Regions from separate parts of the Mus musculus genome. Here region 1 is linked to region 2. Evidence: chromatin contacts called from public Hi-C data. All regions are on one chromosome and are shown on one strand. The core of a region is the stretch at or near the end of the contact, and the rest is flanking DNA. Distances in the headings are between cores, read along the strand shown.

The links. Hi-C and Micro-C count contacts between places; a contact is called where the count stands out from the background.
Region 1: a contact with region 2 is called in a Hi-C map of cerebral cortex, with 1.7 times the contacts expected there. The contact joins the enhancer-like site here to the promoter of Car12 in region 2. A contact is called at or near these places in 4 of 39 promoter capture datasets (the C10 cell line, HPC-7-derived erythroid cells, epiblast stem cells and 1 more), 1 of 15 datasets of contacts at CTCF or cohesin (CD8 T cells), 12 of 484 Hi-C or Micro-C datasets (LSK cells, bone marrow-derived DN3 thymocytes, bone marrow-derived macrophages and 9 more), 6 of 115 datasets of contacts at active chromatin or transcription factors (CD8 T cells, the SCID.adh cell line, embryonic fibroblasts and 3 more) and 4 of 9 other capture datasets (adipose tissue, embryonic stem cells, liver and 1 more).

The regions. Positions count from the first base shown.
Region 1 is chr9:66,743,670-66,750,435 of GRCm38.p6, reverse strand. It overlaps Car12 (carbonic anhydrase 12), which reads right to left. Exons shown (of 11, transcript NM_178396.5): 3 at 3,787-3,966; 4 at 2,715-2,860. Among named protein-coding and RNA genes, the nearest start is that of Car12, 33 kb to the right of the region's middle. Within about 2 kb of position 1,940, at least 13 of the 459 cell types and tissues checked have an H3K27ac peak or open chromatin away from gene starts, as enhancers often do. A contact at or near this core is called in cerebral cortex and forebrain, where this site is marked.
Region 2 is chr9:66,711,744-66,719,624 of GRCm38.p6, reverse strand. Car12 (carbonic anhydrase 12) reads right to left here and starts at 5,939. Exons shown (of 11, transcript NM_178396.5): 1 at 5,692-5,939; 2 at 2,045-2,065. The coding sequence starts at 5,776.

The DNA of each region.
Region 1 (6,766 bases), core at 691-3,190, 35 kb before region 2:
AAGCAGTAGGGGTGGGGAAGAAAACTAGCTGCCAGCTACAACTTAATCATAATTGAAATACACAAAACACTGGTGTTCATCCCTCAGGCGGACAAAAATCATAGCATGGTTTTTACCAGCTTAGGTTGGTTTGTTTGCTTGCTTGTTTTTTGAGACAGTGTTTCCCTGTGTAGCTTTGACTGTCCTGGAACTCACTTTGTAGACCAGGCTAGCCTCCAACTTGAAGAGATCTGCCTGTCTTGGACTCCAGAGTGCTGGGATTAAAGGGATTCGCCACCATTGCCCGGCCTTATCAGTCAGATTTTAAGACTTTTTTTAAAAAAATCTTCTCCAAATAAAATTCTGAACATTGATCAGAAACTAATTATTAAGATAAAGAGAAGTTTTTGAGAAGTCTTAGATTTAGAAAACCTAAGCACATATTATGACCATTGTTATTATAAATTCTGGTGATGTTTAAAGCTGACTTTTAATCCTAAAGATAGTATCACCTAGCCTTCAGAAGATTTTGTAGTAGATAACTCTAAATACAAACGTGCATTTTTATTCCATGTTGCGGAAATTACTGCCTATAGAGATTTGATCTGGATTTCTTTTTCTTCCAGTCACTCATCATCTCCCTCTTTAAAGGAAATTCAGCATTAGGTCTATTTTCAATGTTATTATGTGGCCTTTGCTGTTTTCCATTTCACTTTATTTTATGTGTATGGATGTTTTGCCAACAAGCCTATCTTCCTGTGTACCATGTGCGCGCCTGGTTACAGTGGAAATCAGAAGAGGATGCTGGTTGGAGCTACAGATGGTTGTGAACTGCCAGGTGAGGGCTGGGAAGTGAACCAGGGTCGTTTTGAGGGTGGTGGGCAGAATCTTACCATCTAGCTTAAGCTGGCCATGGGTTTGAAACTGTCCTGCCTCGGCCTCTTGAGAGCTAGGATTACAGAATACAGTACCATGCCTGGCTTTCATGTTATTTCTTCTAAGTGACCTTGTGATAAGGCTTCCTCAGGGGCTCTGGCTTCACTAGCTTTCCATATAAAGGATGGCCTACCACACAACTCACACCATCTTGGAATGGTTTGGAGAACAGAGTAGATGTCTATTTGTCTAAATTAACCAAGATCCTTATTGCTTGACGTTTGACCCTATGGTCTGCGTCTGCTTTTAATGTATTCGGACAAAATAAAAAATAGGTAAAAATTAATCCAGGACTGGGAGTTCCCTGGTAAGGGGCTTCAGAAAGACTCTTCTGTAATCCCCAGCCCTTAACCACTACTTCAAAGAGATTCCATACACAGAATCTGACAGTTAGGACCACCCTGATGCTTTGTCTTGAGTATTAGCAACCATGACCATCAGCCTTGGTCTGATGATTAGCTTAAGAGCAGAGAATGTAACAATTAGTAATATATATAGGCCAATGGGGGCTACATAGTAAGATTATGTCTCAAACGTGGGCGTGGGTGTGTGTGTGTGAGAGAGAGAGAGAGACAGAGACAGAGACAGAGACAGAGACAGAGACAGAGAGAGCATGCATGCGACTGTGGTGTCTGGGGAGGCCAGAAGAAGGCATCAGACCCCCTGGAGTTAGAGCTACAGGCAGCTATGAGCTCCCCACATGGATTCTGGGAATCAAGCTCGGGTTGTCTGTAAGAGCAGTACGCTCTCTTAATTGCTGAGCCGTCTCTCCGGCACCCTGGAAATATTTTTAAATGCACAAACTCTCCAAGCCGACATCGTAGCTGCCACTTTGTTCTCCTAGGGAGAAGCAGAAGCCTCAACATTGCAATTAACTTGCAAGAAATTGCAGTTCTTGAGCTCCAAGGAAGGAAGGGTCTACTCCGAAATGTGTGCGCCTCCAGTCACACCATTCCACCGGGGCAGAATCACAGCCCCTCCACACTCGTAAGAGACCTATAATTAGCTTGAGACGTTAAGCAGTTCAGCAGTTGGGAACGGAGGAGAGAATAGTTGTATCATTACTTACCACGGGATCTGCCGGCTGAGCAGCAGCGTTCATCTCCTCCTATTTATTTCCCTGTATGCGCTCAGAGCCACATCCCCAACTCACACCTCGGGGTGGAAGAACTCAGGACCCCTCACCATCCCACCCCATCACCTGCCTGTGGTACAGCAAGAACATTCTGCCTCTCTTCTCATTCTCTTTCAGCATTTTAGGTTAGAATCTCAAGGCGGCATGACACAGTGCTGCACCCACATCCCAAACCATTTTCAGAGAATCTCTAATCATCACAATGCCCTCCACCTCTTAATCTATGGGAAACTGCAAGAGTGGGTCTGGGTCCGTGTCCTTGTGTTCCTAAGTCCAGTGATGTGGGAAAGGCATTTGTAAGCAAGCGTGATGTGTGAAGACTGAGAAGCAAAGAGAAGCAGATACGATTAAGCAATGAGCTGCAGCAGCCAGGCAAGCTGTGAGGTCTTCATCTGCACAAGGGAAGGGGATGTCTAGATGCACCCCACCATGTCATCTGCAAGGCCAGCCTTCCCAACAGCATCATACAGTAAAAGAAACAGGCAAACTCAGCGTGGTCCAGCAGAGGAGCGGACAAGGACCTGGATAAGGGCAGGGGAGTGAGACCGTCCTGTTCTGTAGACAGAAGAGTGGAGACAAAGACTATGAAGGCTACTCTATCCCAGTGGCTGTGGAAGGGGGACCCAGTGCCAGGTCCTCTCTACCATACTGGCCATTCACTCACCTCGGCAGCAAAGTGCTTCCCACTCACGGTGTGTTCAGAGCCATGGGGGTCATTGCGGTTCCCCCAGTGCAAGTGCAGCTGCTCTGCTCTGTAGTGGTGAGGCTGGAGACCCTGGATGTACATGTCTGAGTTCAGATTCAGTCTCACTGTGAGGAACGGAGAAACAACCTTCAGGGCCCTGGCCAGATGAACCCTGCTAGAAAGCAGGCCTGCAGGCAGCCACTGCACAGGCACAGGTGGCTGCAGGACCACGGAGCAGACCTGAGCAATGATGCTTGCAGATGTGGCACCTGCCCTCTTTCCCTAGTGTAACTGTAGTGGCACCAACACCTTCATGGGTCTCCCTGCAAAGCACCAACTCTAAGCCAATGATGGATGTTTCTTTACTAATCAGTATATCGGGCTCCTGTCTGATACTAGAACCTTCAGTGAAGAACTTTTCCAATTGGAGAATTGCAATAATTGCTATTTAAGAAGCACTACTATACAAGAGACTCTGATATACCCAATCTGTAGTATATCAATAGGTCCCTCTTCCAAATGACAACTCAAGGTAGTTAAAATTCTTACCCAGTCTGATGACTCATTAGTATCTGTGATGACTAATCTTGATTGTCAATTTAATTACATCTGGAATCAACTAAAATGTAAGCGATTGAGCACTCTTGTGAGGATATGATTCCTGGCTAGATTGTTAGATTAGAAAGACTTCTTCCTAAACCTGGTGTGTGTGTGTGTGTGTGTGTGTGTGTGTGTGTGTGTGTGTGTGTGTGTGTGTTTAGCCAAATTGCTGGTGCCTTGAATAGTTTGTGATAACCCAGAATTCACCCTGGAAGCTTAGCCAATCTGCTCCCTCTCCCTCCCACAAGAGATGTAGTTTTGAGATGTGCTACCCACAAAGAATCACTGGAGCCAGGGCTTCCAACAACTCCCCTGCCTCCCTCCCCCCTACAGTAGATAGTAGGTCAGGCATGTCTTACACCCTCTTCCTAGCCCCTTCTCCTGGGTGCTTCAGAGGAGCTCCTCCTAGCCAGATGTCCAGGGAGTCAAAGGAGTCTCAGACCTGTCTTACCTGAATGGCCATCATTGGTCAGGTTCAACAGCTTTTCAACAGACACATTGTAACCTTGGAACTGGAGGGGTGCGAGGCTAGCATCATACTGAAGGATGTCGCTATGTAGGTCTATCGGGGACTGCAGGAGGCCTCCACACGATGGGTACTTCTTGGACCAGTTCTTTTCCCCAGCAGGACCTAGGAGAGACTCAAGCTCAGTTTTCCACAAGAAATTTTCTTTATCTTCTAATCTCTATTTACACAATGGTTTCTTATTACTTCTCTCCTTTATCTTTCCATAGACAACTGCAGTAGTCTATAAGAGGCAACTGTCTGCATTGCCCCCTGGCATCCGTGTGGACCTTATCTAAGAGTAGTGAAGAGTCAGAAGAAATACTCAATACCTTTGTTCATTATAACCGCCATGAGGAAGAAGGGTCAGTCCTAGTCTTAGAGGTAAACTATTCAAGTCCTGGAGATAGCATCTTACAGAATCAGGCCTAGAAAACGCCTTAATACCACCTGCCGTTCAAGTGCTGTAGAGGATGAAAGACTAGAGTAACTCAGCACAGAAACTAGAGCCCTCACCCAACCTCTACTTTATTCCCATGTTGACACAATGCATATCCTCCCTACATGAAAATTAGTGACATCCAACAATACACCATCAGACTGTTGAACACTTATTATGATCCAGGAATTACTCTAAGTCTTGAGGCCCCCAGGTTGAACACTAAGGGGACGTTATCCTAGTTGGGAAATTTTGATGAATCTTCTGAACCATGCCAGGTTGGTGAAATTGGTATCTGACTGACCATAGCTCAAGTAGGTCTTTGGGCTAATCGATTCACAGTGTGAGATTCCCGATAGGGAACCCTGGATACAGACTTATGATATCTATATCTAGAGTGCAGGATGCAATCCCAAAGGGATGATTGAAAAACATTAAGTAATTATAGGCCTGGGACCACAGAGCCAAACACAGCAGGGTTTTAACTTGAAGGAAGCCTGGTAATACTACAATCGAATTATTGTAATAAAAATGACAAGTCCTCAGTGAGGAGAAACAGGCTTAAAACTAAAAAGCATCAAGGCTCATGATCCTTGCTAAATATGGGCTAGCAGTTGCTCCTCTGTGAATGGAAATAAACATTCCATGGTCAGATAAAGCAGTGGTTCTCAACCTATGGGATGAAGCACTTTTGGGGTCACCTAAGACCATCAGAAAACATAGATTTTTACATTACCATTCATAACAGTAGCGAAATTACAGTTCTAAAGTAGCAATGAAACTAATGTTATGGTTGGGGCTCACCATAACACAAGGAACTGTACTAAAGGGTCTCAGCATTGGGAAGGTTGAGAACCACTGAAAACTGTGTGATTCTCACAGGGGAAAATCCTGAAAGAATGTAAATCTGTGTTTAAAAGATTATCTCCCATGGAAATTCAATGGATTTTCAGGCTACCAGCAAATATTTCCCTAAAAGAACTGAGATCCTGGGAGGTATAAGGAAGAAATTGTCTAAGCTGTGTTCCCTGTAGACTCGATTAGGAGTTAAAGCCACATTAGGTATTTGAGGGCACGAAAAATAAGTATATCAAAGACAGCAGAGTCAGTGTGGGCAAAGCCTTCAGGAGAAACAGAAGTGAGAACACTGGACGAGGAGTACCCAGAGAGCAAGACTGTCTCACTGCCTTGGTGAGTGGCCCCAGCCAGGTCATGTTCCCTGCTAGAGCTGCCATTAACCTAAGTAGACATGGCAGTGTTGGATACTGTATTCTGGAAGGTCCCTTCTGGCTCCTGAGATCCAAGATATAAGCAACTTCTCCCTCTGCACCAGGCTTGTTCATGCCCAGGCAGCTCCAATGCATCCTGCTGAGATACCCAGTGAAGAAGTGAAGGCACAGGATGCTGGCGTCCCTGGGCAGGCTGGGGTGTAGACACCACCTGCCCCAGTCCTGGCCTCTGTCCTTGGCACCAGTTACAGATCCGTATGGCAGCAGGGTCTAAAAGAACCCTTTCCATCCCTCCCCCTTCTTCTACCATCAACAGCATGGTTTGTTTCTCTTAGCAGTTTTGATCCTTTGAAAAATCTATAACATTGACACAGCCAAGGGGAGAAGATGGAAGTATCTTGTTACTGAGATAAATGAAGTGCCCCAAGGTAGACTAAGGCTTAAATATCAGTTACCTGGCGTGGATCACGAGGCTTTGGTGCCTTCTCTCTGGGTGTTTCTCTGGGAGATTTTGTGCATCTCTTTCCTCCCTCTCTCCCCCACATTCTCCCTGGAGGCAAGGAGTGCCTCGCTCTTCCCCGCATTTCCTACATTGCCTGGCACACGGCAGGTCCTCGCCTGTTCACTAATTCTCCCACCTGTTTCCGGCTTATTTTTCTCTAAGGGTACTTGATTACCCGTTTGAAGTCCCCACATGCTGTTTATCCCTTCAAAGAAGAATTAGAGCCAGTTATGTTGGTACATATCCAGAATCTTAGTGCTGCTTCATCCCCCCCTACTGTGTATGTGTGAGCACATGCTTGTGCATGCATGTGCTTGTGTGTGTGTGTGCGCGCGCATAGTTGTGTGGTCTGTGAGCTTCTGGGGCATCTCCTTTCTCTGCCTTCCATCTCAGGATAGGAGTGCTGGGATTACAGATGTGTGCCACCATATCATGCTCTCTACATGGGTCTCAGGATATGAACTTGGGTCCTCAGGCTTTCACAGTTAACACGTTTACCCACTGAGCCATCTTGCTGGTCCTCTGCAATCCTAGTACTTGTGAGGTGGATGCAAGAGGATCAAGAACCCAAAGCCATCCCTGGCTATATAGCAAGTTTGAGACTAGCTTGGCTAAATGAGACCCTGCCTTTAAAAAGAAAAAAAAAAAGAATATTTGCAAACGAGCTCGCATGTTCAGGTTCAGACTCTCTCCTTAGCTTTTGAGCTCATCTGTGTGAGGATTGGGTCTGGATGGCTGGGCCTACCTGCTGTAAAG
Region 2 (7,881 bases), core at 4,690-7,189:
TGAGGCCCACAGGGGCCCAAGTGGCACAGAATCCATGTACACATCCTCCACTGTGCTATACACAAATGCACACATGCAGGCACACGTGCGGGCACATACAGAACCTGTCCAAGGGACTCTTCCTTTGACAGACTCTTACCCTGCCCTTTTGTAAGGTAAGTGTGAAGACAGGGAACAGAACAGAGTTTTCACAAAGGCTCAGCACTTACCAATCTCCTTTCTATCGGCCCAAGTGTCTTCTTCCTAAAACCCAGCTATGCTCCCTTCCCTGCCCACCACACACAGAACAAGGCAGAACTTCCTGGCCTTCTCTGCTTGATGCATTCTTTCTGACCTCCAAACCCATGCCTCTTCTATAAAGCCTTCTTCCTGTACTGCCTTCACATTCCAGTTGCTTGGCCTTCCATCTCTGCCCGTGAGATGCCCTTGGCACCTGGGCCAACAGCACTTCTCCCACCCTGTCAGTTCTCCCGTTCTTTTAAGGCCGATGTAGAAATGTGGTTCCTTCAGGAAGTCTCTTCACCTTCCAGCACGGGATCTCTCCTCTGACAATCAGAGCACTGGGCCATTCATTTGCAATCTGCTGCTACTACCTATTATGTTCTGCTTTGAATTATGAACTGTAGTAATTCCCAGCTACAGAGCTCAGCAAACCCTTCTAATTACCCACCCACCTAGTAACGTTCCTTGAACGTAATAAGTACATAAAGGACGTTAGTAATGGTGGAGCTATGCAGGACTGGGGGGCGGGGTGCCGAGTGCCTGGAGGCCTGGCCTGAGAGAATGTGGCTTTTGGTTCAGTGACTTTCCTATGCTTCCTGGTTACCCAAACATCCCAAGGTCAGACTTCCCTACAGTATGCATCTACTCTCATAACCAACTTTCCTGACTGTCACCATCATAGCCATTGAGTCTCCTGGCTTTAACGTTGACAGAACACCTCTGCTTTCTTCGCTCGCCAGGGTCATTGAGGTCACTTCTATGCTGCATCTTGTGCAGTAGACTCCGACCATATCAAAATATCACTAACTTTCCTACACTGGCCCGAAGGCCAGGTGCCTGTCTTCCTGTTCCCACTCCAGCCAGTGGTGAGGTTGCCAATTTACTGCAACAGTGTAGCCCTGCCAACTGTCTTACAAGCTGGCCAAACCGCTAACATGTTCTTGACCCAGTCCCCCAGAAGCCCTGAACCATATTTCACATAGGACAAGCCTCACTGAAGACTGGCCATCATCTCTGCATCCACTTGCTTACAACATGGCCACAAAAAGTTAATTTCAGAATCACTGACAGCTTAAGTTCTAGGGCCTGAGCCAAACTTTCAGAAAGGAGCCCTTTCTTCTTTGTTGAAGCATACACATCCTGTGAGGAGGAAGGGTTCCCTCCTGCCAGGGTCCCTGCAGCTGGAGGTCTGGGAGAAATCCTTACTGGAATTTGGAAGTCTTAATTCTGAGTCTCACAGTTCAAGTGCCTAGTGCAGGTTTTCTACTTGGGTTAAAATTCAGAATGTAACTCCCACGAGGAGCCATGCTCTATCAATGCCTCTTCCAACAACAGCCCAACTTTTCCCAACCACCACCACACCCCAAATAACCTCCATCAAGCTTCTAGTTTTCTTATTAAGACATTCATCTCCTAAGAGAGGGAGAGAGAGAATGAGAGAGAGAGAGAGAGAGAGAGAGAGAGAGAGAGAGAGACCTTGTACTAGATCCTCAGCACAGCAAAAGTACATAAATAAATAAATCTACACCTTGGGGAATGTTTTTAAAAATACATGTCTCTCAGGTCTCTCCTTACATTCAGGCTGAACCCAGAAGCCTGCATTTTCAGAAAGCATTCTAGAAGATTCTAATGTAGATAGATGATGCCAAGACACAGTCTGAGGAGCACTGATCTACACAACTCCATCCTCAGGTTGCAGATGAGGAAATGAAGCCCACAGGGGCCCAGATGGCACAGAATCCGTGTACGCATCCTCCATTGTGCTATACACAAACGCACACACGCAGGCACATATATATAAATATTTAGAATCTCTACTTACCAACATAGGTCCACTTGGATCCTGTAAAGAACAGAGGGAAACAGATAAGTACAACACAATGGAGCTAACGGAAGTGAAGAAGAAACCCCACATCTAGTTTTCAAATGGCGGAGGCTGAAAAGGAAGTCAATGCCGCCAAATAAGAACACTTGACTTAGAGCCAGAATCATGTCTCCACCGAGCTGAGCTCAGGATGGGGAGTTTACAGGGGTGGATGTGGACTTACAGGGGCTTCTGGAATAGATGCTATCCCCAGACAGGTTAGAAAAGTCAAACATTACTAACTGGACAGGGAATTCCAAGTGACTTGAAACTCCAAAGTAATCAATGTGTTGGTTCAGTGGGAGCGCTCTCTCACTCTCTCTCTCTCTCTCCCTCCCCTCCCCCTCCCCTCCCTTCCTCCTCCTCCTCCTCCTCCTCCTCCTCCTCCTCCTCCTCCTCCTCTTCTTCTTCTTCTTCTTCTTCTTCTTCTTCTTCTTCTTCTTCTCCTTCTCCTTCTCCTTCTCCTTCTCCTCCTCCTTCTCCTCCTTCTTCTTCTCTCTCTCTTCTCTCTCTCTCTCTCCACTCTCTCTCTTCCCTCTTCCCTCTTCCAGTAGACACCTTGTGTATGAGTGATAGTGGGCCCCTCACAATGGACCAGACACTCGTGCATTCTATTGTCTCCCCTGCTGGAAACACTATTTAGCATCTTGCTTTTTTTCATTCAACACTGTATCCTGGAGAACTTTTCACATCAGTACCCAGAGAGCAGAAATGGAAGATGTTTTCCCCCAAGGGAGCTGCCATTCTCATCTGAGTTTCAATGCCAGCCCTGGCAGGAATGTGGAGGAGACATCCTGCCAGGAATATAACCCAAGCCACCCACCACCTCCCACTCCACACCCGTCACAGCACACAGGTCCCTCGCTCCCACATCGAGTGATATTTTTAAGCAGTTGTTGCAGGACTCTGCTCTTATCTCCCAGGCTGCCCACCTTCTCCCTCCCTCAGGAAGAACACTGAGCCCCCAAGCTGAGATGTGTCTCCCTGTACACTGGGAAACTCCTGAGCACCCTTTGTCTGTCATCTTCCGAGAGCCTCTGGCTGGGAGAAATAGCTGGAAGAATAAGGACCTGGCTCCCCTTTGTTTCTCAATAAACTGTAGTGTCAAGGATCTGGCCACTGGCCATGAGCAGGAAAGTCCTACTCAAGCCAATGCTGGTTTCTAAAAACGTTGCTTTTCACTTCTTTCTTTTTAATGTTGGTATCACCTTTTTCTTCTCCATTGTTGCTATTACTGCCTTCTTCCATTTCTTTGCCTCTGTGTTAATTCTGTTTTTAATTTTCATATTGATAGTTTTGATCATATGAGACACTGAACAAGTTTAGAGCCAGATGGTTCTGCAAAGCTTCTTAACAAATATCACCCCCACCCCAGTCACTTACCATTTACTTACTTCCCAGGATGCTTTGGGGTTTTTTAAATGACTCTTTAAGTATTTTCTCCATAACTTTGAAAATATATTAATATTGTCCCCATTTGGGTTTTGTAGACTCAGGCACTATTTACCAACATCCTACCTTGGAAGAGAAGAGTGTAGTTTTCACAGGTGATGTAAAGTGACCTGTCATAGATAGACCATGTGCCTACTACGAGTCTCAGCATGGCTATCACTCATGTACCATGTTCCCATAAATTTCAGGAGCTTCCTAAGGGGGTGGGAGTCAAGCTCTTCCTAGAATAGAACCATTACCTTTCCAAAAAAAAAAAAAAAAAGTTGAATTTGGGCAGCTCAGCAGTGCCTGTTGGAACCTGCAAACCCGGTTGGCACTGGGCAGGGAGATGCCCTGAGGAAAGGGCATTTGGTAAAGTCAGGCCAGGGGTCCTGCTCTGCCTGCTCCCTGCCTTGGGTGCTAGCAGCTTCCAGGAGCTGATGACAATGCAGCCAGGCAGTGTGGTCTTGCCTGGCTCTCCACCTTCACTTCAGGCAGAGCAGGCTCAACGGAGTTCACTGAACCAGCCCTCAGCCATAGCAACAAAGAACACCATGCTGTCTTCAGAAAACCTTCAACTTCACCTTGTGCTCCTCTCACCCCTGGACTGAGGGCTCTTCTTAGGCTCTTCTTAGCGTCAGCTTTAACAAATTTCAACCCCCAAGTATCAGGAAAGCACACTTTGACCCCCTTACTCAGCTAACCCTCCAGCCCCAACCTTGTATTAACTGGTCTCCAGTCCACCTCAGTGAGTGTTTGACTTCATCTCCTGAGGCAGTCAAGAAACCTGCCCAATAAATAGCAGTGTAAAAGCTTAGAACTTAGCGGTAGCTAAGACTGCTCAGTGTGAGGGGAAAGTGGAGCTTTACTGCAAACTCCCTCTAATGCAGTTTAGAGAATAAGGAGGACATGAAGGGGGGGCAACAAAGAGGAGAATGGAGAGCCCCAAACTTTCAAAAAAAAAAAAGATCAATAGAGTCCTTCTCTCCTTTGTGTGAGGTGCTTGGTGCTAAAACGACTTCTGGTGAACTTCAGTCTCTATAGATTCCTTTAGAGTTAGTAGCAACCCAAAGTTAACAGTTTTCAAAATTGATCGCCACTTTTGTGGGACTTCTCCCACATTCTGCTTCTTCCTGACTGCGTGGGAAAGGTGATAGTAGGCAGATCCTGCCAGCCAGTCGATGAAGGTTCAGTAAAGGGGTAGTGGCTTGTTGCCCACCGGCAGAGTGTGGTCCTCCAAGGGGGGAAGGAGAGCAGAGCTCTGATACTGCTGGGCAGGAGCTGGGCTCTCTCCCCGCTGCCTGGCCAGGGGAATCATTGTTCAGCCACTGGGGTCACTCTTGGTCCCTTCTATTGCAACCCAAGAACAAGTATCACCACAGTGTGGGGACCCATTGACACAAACAAGCAGGACCCAGTCCCCACCTTCTCCCTAAGGTTAGTAGTAGCCTGAGGGAGAGGCAGGCTAAAGCTTGCTTTTCCTTTTCTTATTCCAAAGGAGTTAATTATCCAGGCTTTGGACATGAGCCCACAATTCAGGCTCCTCTTCCCACCTCAACCTGACACCCTGTTCAGCATACTTGCCCTTCGGGTTTCAGCCCCTTATTACAGTTAGAAATAAGGCATGTGCGCACACATGTAGGTTCAGTGTAGCAGAGATCTCGAGGGGAAAGACAATGACTAACGGTGGGCTACATTATCCCCTGGACACGGAGTGTGAAACCTACTGGTTAACTGCCTCTCTGAGGGTTCTGACGATCAGCCAGACACCCCTTCTTGCGGATCACAGCACACAGGAAGACAGTCCTTTCTCAGCGCTCTGCACGTGGTTCCGGGATCCTGGCTAGCAAGTTTCCAAGCCCCATCTCCAGAGGTAGTGTGCTCAGAAAAGAGGCAAATGAGTAACTACAACTGTGCACCAAGCACCGTTAAAAAAAAGTGCCTCCAACTAACCTCAGCTAACAGTGCATCCCAAACGATCCCAAAGCTAGCATCCTTTCTTGAAAATGTGCTAGGCACACAGCAACTTCCTTACTCGCTCAGTAGTGATTTTACTTTATCTTGCAAGAGCCTGGCAGAAATCCTCTCTCTGCCCAGGCATGGCTCAGTGCACAGGACTCTTTTTTTTTTTTTTTTTTTTTTTTTTTTTTTTTTTAAGTAAGCAGAAACTTTACCGTTGAGTGGGGCTGAGCTGGAAGGCTGCTTCTTAAGGATCACCAACAGGAGGACGACAGTCGCGCGCAGGCTGCGGTGAGGCATCTTTGTCCTGGCGACTCAAAGCTGCCACTCACTCGGAGCTGTGGGGCGCTCGGAGCTGGCAGCGGCGCACCAGCACAGTGTGCACTTAGCCTGGGACCAAGACGTGCACGTTGGTTGTGTAGACTCGTGGCTGCCTGTAGGCTGCTTTTTAATGCCGCGACTCAACCCTAAACATGATGTCATCAGGCAGGAGGGCGGGGCAGAAAGCCCAGCCTACCGGAGGGCAGGAGCCCCAGGTCCGAGGTGAGTTGAGGTCCTGACTTAAGTGGTCCTCAGTGGCCCACTGCGGCGGTCCTCTGGGCCACAGGTTACTTGGGGGAGCCAGTTCTCACAGGGAGGTATGGAAAGTCAGGGACCCGTGCAGCACTCACTTCCCTAGATGTGACTGTGGTCTGTCACTGCCCTTACTTGAAAGCCCCAGCATAGAATGCTGTTTGGGCCAAAGCCTCATTCAGGGTCTGAATGTTTCTGCCTGGTCTTAGCCAAGTAGCTGTGAATTACACATCACATCCAGATTAAGCTCTTCTCAACGAAACCACAAAGAGACTGCGAATCGGAAACTAAGATAAAGGGATTCACAGAAATGAGTCGCTTTTCTTGGCGATTAGCATTTCCCTTAGGAGGAGGAGGCATGTAGACAAGGCTTACTCCTTGTGCAAATTCACAGGATCAGCCCATCTTCGGTAGGCAGCAGGTGGAGAAGGTGCCCTCTCTGAAGTAGTGGTGAAAGAAAAGGACTTGCTTTATTACCGAGTGTCTACAAGCATCAGAGACCAGGCTAGGGGTTATGTGGACCAGTGGCCAGGCTGTTTCCAATGCTGGTTTATCACCTGTTGCTACTCCTGCCCACTATTCTCCAATCTCCGCTTGCTTTGCAATATGCACACTTACACTCTAGACAGGAGCCCGTTGTTCTGATCACGTTTGTGTCTAGCCCGCCCATGCGGAGCTGAATCTTCCTGGCCTCCTGCTCTGCTGTTCCCCACCCTTACCTCCTATATCGTCTGTTTGTTATTCCCGCCCGAGATGGTCTCTGCTTCCCTGGCTCCTCCATATCTCTCTACCACCTCAGGTGTGGGGCTCAGTTTCCTGCTCCTACTAACCCTGGTCTCCTGCTGCCTACACATACGGAATAGTACATAACCCCATGTTTGTAACCTGGCCCGCCATGCCCTCTTCTCTGGGCCAAGTCAACCAGCCCAGCCCTCCCCCATCCCCCATCTGTTCTGGCACTCAACCTACAACTCAGGTTGGCCTTGGTGACCAAAGAGGCCATTTGTTCACCTACAACTTGGAGAGACTGAGCAGCCGAGAACCACCAGGAAGCAGGTGTCGCCTGCATTTCAAGGGGTGTTATTGTTCTGTCCCTAACAGCTCAACTATTGTATGGGTAATAAAGGGCTTGAAATCTCTTCAAGGAAGTTGTTACAATGACAATTTTGTCACAATCATTTCCAGACCACAATAAGCTTAAGGGTGACCTTTTCTCAGAGATGAATAGCCTTGAATGAGCTCTGGAGTGGCTTAGGCAGTCTTGTTAAAGGCTGAGGTGGACTGGGGAGCAGAAGGCCCAGAGAGACCCCTGAATGTTCTGAGATGCAGATTCTGGGCCCAGAGAGTGAAGCCTTGACTAGTTCAAGGCCAACTGGATCATACCTGCCACCGGCCTGTGTCACTCCCACGACAGGTGTTTTTCAGTATGTCGGAAAGTACTCAGTTCAACTTCTCAAATGTTCACTTTAAACGGATCCCCAAAGATGCAGGGAAAAAAGAAGGATATGGTGGATTTAGTCAAATAGTAAGAATAGATCATAAACTAGGAGCCACAGAGGGAAAGCTTGTGACATTCATCGTATGTCTAGCAGATAGCTGGCTAATTGGTAAAGAATGGTTAACAGAAGGGAATCAAGAATATAAGCTGAAACTCGGTGTGGTGGGTTACACCTGAAGTCCCAGCACACGGGAAGCTGAGGCAGGGGGATCTCTGAGCTGCAAAGTGAAGCCCTGTGTCAACAAGAAAGGGGCAGAATAATCTGGGAGGAGATAATAAAGAGGTGGCTCGGAGTGTGAAGCTGCTTGCTGGGAAAACCTAGTCAGCCGAGTTG